2 separate regions of the Mus musculus genome follow, and region 2 is linked to region 1. A link is a contact called in public Hi-C data. All regions are on one chromosome and are shown on one strand. Each heading gives the region's core, a stretch centred on a gene start, on an enhancer-like site or on the middle of the called end of the contact. The rest is flanking DNA. Distances are from core to core; before and after follow the strand shown.

Region 1 (2,718 bases), core at 115-2,614:
AGCGACTCTCTTCAGCCTGTTATTTTGCTAAGTTTGGGTTGGCATTTGGCTGGCCATCATTCTTGAGCTAGGTGAGCATCCTGACTGGGTAGGCTGAAGCCACAGCTGTAGAACAGAAAGTGCTATGTGAGAAACCAGGCTGAGGGGCTCCAAAGTGAGAAACATCATCATCTTAACCCTCTTCCCTCACCTAAGAGGAAGCTCAGCTCCAAAGGACTGGCAAGCAGAGGGCCAAGCTGGTCCTGGGCCAGCAGCCCCATTGCTTCTGTTCAGAAGGCTGGGCTTGTCTGTCAGTCCCAGGAGGAATTAATTCTTCTTTCATGAGGAAGGCTAGGCAGAGTTCTTGCCAGGTCTCACCAGGTCGCTTCCACCGGACAGCTGTACAGGGCATAGGGCATGAAGCCAGCCACTTTCCCTCAGCATGAGACAGTGACCCTGTAAGGAGCCCAAGGACAGTTGGGGTTTGACCAGTGTGCCTGGGAAGCCTGGCAGCGTGCCTCGGTTAGATGACTAGGACCAGCAGCCAGAAGAGGATCTTGGCAGCTCTGGAAGGAGGCCTCTGTGCCTGCTGTTGGTTTGTAGTTGCTGGCTTTGGGCTGCAGGACTGAGGACCGGCACATGCGCTGGCTGCCTTTGTGGCATCTAGAGTGTGCTGAATGGCTCCCTGGTAGACAAGTCTGCCTCATGACACTGTCTTTGCTTTCCTCGAAGGCTGACCCTAATGATGCCTGTAGGCACCCCCACACGGCTTTGCCAGATCATCCTCAAGGCTTGGGCTTGGGCGGGGCCCATTGGGACATCCTGTCATTCTGATTGATTGACTGTCAGCCAGAGTCAGGAAGCTAGTGTGTCTGGTCATTCCGCTGGGCAGGACCTGGTCCTTCCCGGGTTTGTGGCTCCTGCTGACTTTGGTTCATGTTCTTTCTGCCCCTAGTGGAATTCGGGGAGGTGGGGGGGACACACTGACTTCTGGTATAGATGACCAAGGGTTGGGAACATGAGCTCTGGAGCCAGGCTGCCTCTACCTACCCTCACTCGGTGGCAATGGTAAAATGGGCAGGTCTGTGAATTACTACCTCCTAGTTGTCAGAATTAAGAGAAACTGGATGTACTGCGATCAACAGCTCTGGCACCCGATAGTGGCGTCACTGTATAATTGTATGTTGTCTTCCACACCCTACCCTACAACAGTGAGCTATAGACTCCTTGTCAGCTCAGGATGGTCCCGTAGCTCTTCTAAAGCTGGCTCTGAGCCTCTTTGAGGACATGTGAAGACCTGCTTTATAAGGGTGAGGGCTGTAGCTCTGATTGGTCTAGCCTTAAAGCCCATCCCCCCGGCTAGTGGCCTTGGGTCCCTCTGGAAGCCAGACTTTGTGCTCAGTAGACTGGAAGAGTGCCCCAAAGGGGCACAGGTGCTCTGCAGCAGGACTGTCCTGATAGACTTATGTCTGCCTCTGCTGGCAGAGACTGATGGTTCCCTGCTGGGCCCTGGCCTCTTTCTGCAGCCCAGGAGCCCGGGAATGCCTAGCCCACCCTCTCAGGGTTAGTCTGAGGCTGATGTTTCCTAGATTTGGGGAATATTCCCATGTATTGGGCCCCAAGTGTAAACGTGAAAGTTGCATATGTTATACACACCTATTGGCAATAACTTAAAAATAGCTGTATTTGGAACTTCAGTGTGCCTGCATTTTGGTTGTAGCCTGTAACATGGGGCCTGCTGTGGAGTCATGTCAGCGCTCAAAAGGTTTTAGACTTTGAGTTTTTGGATTTGGACATGTATTACTCTATCCCAATACACTGGGATAAGGAACACTCACCCAACTACCAGCATAGTGCCTGGACGCAAATAATTAAACAAAATCAATGGTAGGTGAATGTCCGGGTTCTCTAGAGTCACATAACTTATGAAAGGTCTCTATATATTAAGGGAATTTATTGTAATGACTTACAGTCTGTAGTCCAACAATGGACAGCTATGGATAGGAAGCCCAAAAATCTAGTAGTTATTCAGTCCGACGAGGCTAATTGTTTCAGCTGGTCTTCTGTAGAAGTAGGTTCCAACAGATGTGCTGGCAAGGAAGTGCAAGAAGAGTGAGTTTTCCTTCTTCTAATGTCCTTATGTAGGTCTCCAGCAAGAAGGTATGGCCTAGAACTTGCTTTGTTCCAGGTTGGCTTTGAACTTAGAGATCTGCTTGCCTCAGTCTCCTGGGATTAAAGGCATGCATGACCTTGGCTTGGGTCTAAGTTTTTCATGACCACTATGCCTCAAGATCCAGGTCAGAAGCCTGTGTCTTCTTCCAGCCTCAAGTTCTGGATCACAGCGGTGCCCTCCATTTCTGGATTGTAGTTCATTCCAGATGTAGTCAAGCTGACAACCAGGAATGGCCAATAGGGGTTGTCTTGATTCTTCTGCTGAGCCAAGAGTTCACTAAGGTCTCCAACACCCTCTTTTGGTACAGGTGTTGGAGGGTGTACAAGGGGTGTGTGTACAACAGGGATTCAGCAGCCTCTTTTGGTACAGGTGCCTTTATATGCACGCGCACACACACACACACGTGTGCACACACACACATGCACATACACTTATACATGCATGCATACACACAAAAATCTTGAAAAAGAAAAAAACCAAAATGCCATTGTTTCCTTTAGAAGGAAACCCGTTCCTGGTGTCCCCTTGCCCCATTGTATCTCTACCATAGGCCTCCACACATAAAG
Region 2 (2,718 bases), core at 126-2,625, 380 kb before region 1:
TTGTCTCCATGGCTCCCTTCTCTCCTGTCTACTTTGGGATCTCTTAGCATTCTGACCAGATCCTGGGACTCCAGAAGGCAGTGGGCCTGTTTTCTGCTCTTGATTCCCCAAGTTCTCAGGTCAGAGTGCGAGTCTCAGTTCCTACCATCTGGGCAGGACTAGAACTTCCCTGATCCTCCATCCTTCCCATCCCAGTTCTCCTTTGATGCTCTCAAGTTTGTGGGCTCACCCTCTCCTGTCAGAAAGGCTATTCTCAGCAAGAAGGCAGATGCTGCTGAGGGCGGAGAAAAGAGGACAGTTGCACGCACTGGGGGTAAATCAGCCTGACCATCATGGGAGAAGGCATGGAGAGTCTTCAAAAAACTAAAAATCCAACTTCCTCTCAATTCAACATTTCCACTAGTGGAGACATCGACCAAGGAAATGAAAGTAGTGTTTTCAAAGCGGTAGATGCATTCATGCTTAATATTCACAACAGCTGAAACATGGTGTCTACCACCAGGTCCAACTTCAGGGCAAAGAGAATAAGTTACATCCATAACTTAAATAAACTCAAATAAAGAAGGAAATCCTGTCAACATAGATGAGCCCAGAGGGCATTGCAGGAAGATAAGCAATGCATGACATCACTCATCTAGGGCCACCAGAAAAGGCTGACACAAGGGCAGGCTGGGACAAGAGAGGAGGGAGAAGGAGGAGGCTGGTGAGAGAGGCTGGCCACCATACAAAGTTACAGCTATGAGGAAAAGGGGCCACTGCTGTGCTGCTGTTTTGTGGCCCAGCAGGGTGACTAGAATTAACAATTGGCTACATAGCAGACGGGGGAGGGGAAGGGCTGTCTTGCCACAAGGAAATGGTAAATATTTGAGGTCAGATCAGTGTTTCCTACACATATGAAGACATCAAAGTGTACTCCATAAATGCGGACAATTATAAAATATCAATTAAAAAGGGCGAGGAAGGATGGGGAGTTTTACACCAGAGTAACAGATGAAGAAACCATGTCAGAAGACTGCAGTCAGGATTCGGTCAGGATCCTCTGACCTGGGCTCTGCCCACTCACCGTGGCTCTGACTGACACGGAGGAAATCTACCATAGTTCTGCCTTTTCATGTCCGCCTGCCTGCAGATTAGCCAGTCCGTGTCTTTCTCCCAGTCTGTTAATCTCTAACATCAAAAGAGCCGTGAGGAGTGACCCATCTCTGCTCAGTCTCTGCCGCTCACCTTGTGCTGGCAGCAAGCATCTTGCTGAAGGACGACTGTGCGCGGTACTGTGGATGCTGCGGTCCTGGGGCTGCTCCGTTCCTCGGAAGCTTGTTTATGACGGCTTCCCATGAGCTCCTATTCTCCCCAGTTTGATCTGTAGACCCAGACTCTGAGAAAAGGCAAATACCCAGTGAAACATTTACTTGGGAGTGAAATCAGGCAGCAGCCCTCTTCCTGGTTTCACAACACTTTTGGCTCCTCTGATTCTCAATCCACAAGCGGAGGCTCCTCTCTTCTGCTGCCTCCCCCTTGGCCTTGCTGCTATTCCTTTCACACAGCAACCCCCCACTCCTCACCCCCGCCCCAGCTGTGGTCCCAGGACCACCCACCCCCAGCTGTCTGCCGGCTTTGCCTGGCAGCTGTGTGCCTTTGGCTAGCTATAAAAAATTATTACAGGTAATAAACTAGGTCTCCAAGCCGTAAACCAGGACGGCTGGCTTAGAGGTTCTCCTTGGACACTGGCAGCCAGCCTCTTGTTTGGAGAAATGAGGGGAGACAGGTTTGAGATCGTGACAGAGATACATGACAGAGCCTGCTAGCGGCTCATCCATGAGCTTCACATTCTCTGCGCGGAGAGTAAGGCTACTACTTGGTAACTCTTCCTCATCAAGGCCAGACTCCAGCCACCCTGGCATCTGAGAGCAACTGCCCAACAAGGATTCCTGTGGGACAGGTGCAGGAGTGCTGGGTGCCCCCTCTGCACAGTGTGCTTAAGGACTGAGAGAGCCCACCACTTCCTCTTTCCCACGGGAGGGGAATCACAAGAACTGGGGAACACAAGACCTTGAGTCACCATGCTTAGAGCATTGGCCCTTACATGCTGTCCCCTCACAGTCTAGCCCACAGGCAAAAAACTAAAGCTGACTTACTTGTAAGCCGTCAATGACACATGGGCTGACTTGTCACAGAGCTCACCTGACCCTTTCTAATACTTCCTAGAGGACAGAGGACTTTGTTGGCACCTGAAGTCCCAAGTCCCCTATTTTAAGAATAAGGTTTCAAGTTAGCCTAATGACTTCCTTAATGGCCCTGTCTCCAAAGATGGTCATGTCCTAAATGCTAGGAGTCCATGCTTTGGTACCTGAGCTTAGAGCCTACCCAGAGAGTCTAATCAGCTATGGTGGGAGGGAGGCTTGGAACAGGTGCGGACATTGATATCCTAGACAATGGTATCACCCACTTGATCTTTCCACCACTGCCCGAAACAGCCCCACTCACTCCTGCAATGCCATCTTGGCTTGAGCAAAATTCATCTCCTGTCACACAGGTGAGTCTTCTGGATGTGTGGAACCCTGATGGGTGCTGTGGTTTGAAATCTTGAGAGTCAGCTCCACCATTAAGAAGCCTAGGGGGCTGGAGAGCTGGCTCAGTGATGAAGAGCATTGACTGTTCTTCCAAAGGTCCTGAGTTCGATTCTCAGCCACCACATGGTGACTCACAACCATCTGTAAA

Evidence for each region. Hi-C and Micro-C count contacts between places; a contact is called where the count stands out from the background.
Region 2: a Hi-C map of liver shows a contact between it and region 1, with 4 times the contacts expected there. The contact joins the promoter of Stra6l here to the enhancer-like site in region 1. A contact is called at or near these places in 6 of 39 promoter capture datasets (3T3-L1-derived adipocytes, cranial neural crest, embryonic stem cells and 3 more), 2 of 484 Hi-C or Micro-C datasets (liver and nephron progenitors) and 3 of 115 datasets of contacts at active chromatin or transcription factors (embryonic basal ganglia, embryonic stem cells and kidney).

The regions. Positions count from the first base shown.
Region 1 is chr4:45,465,412-45,468,129 of GRCm38.p6, reverse strand. All of the region lies in intron 2 of Shb (src homology 2 domain-containing transforming protein B), which reads left to right. Among named protein-coding and RNA genes, the nearest start is that of Gm46852, 57 kb to the right of the region's middle. Within about 2 kb of position 1,364, at least 56 of the 459 cell types and tissues checked have an H3K27ac peak or open chromatin away from gene starts, as enhancers often do. A contact at or near this core is called in kidney and liver, where this site is marked.
Region 2 is chr4:45,847,604-45,850,321 of GRCm38.p6, reverse strand. It overlaps Stra6l (STRA6-like), which reads right to left and starts at 1,375. Exons shown (of 18, transcript NM_028788.4): 1 at 1,225-1,375. The coding sequence starts at 1,244.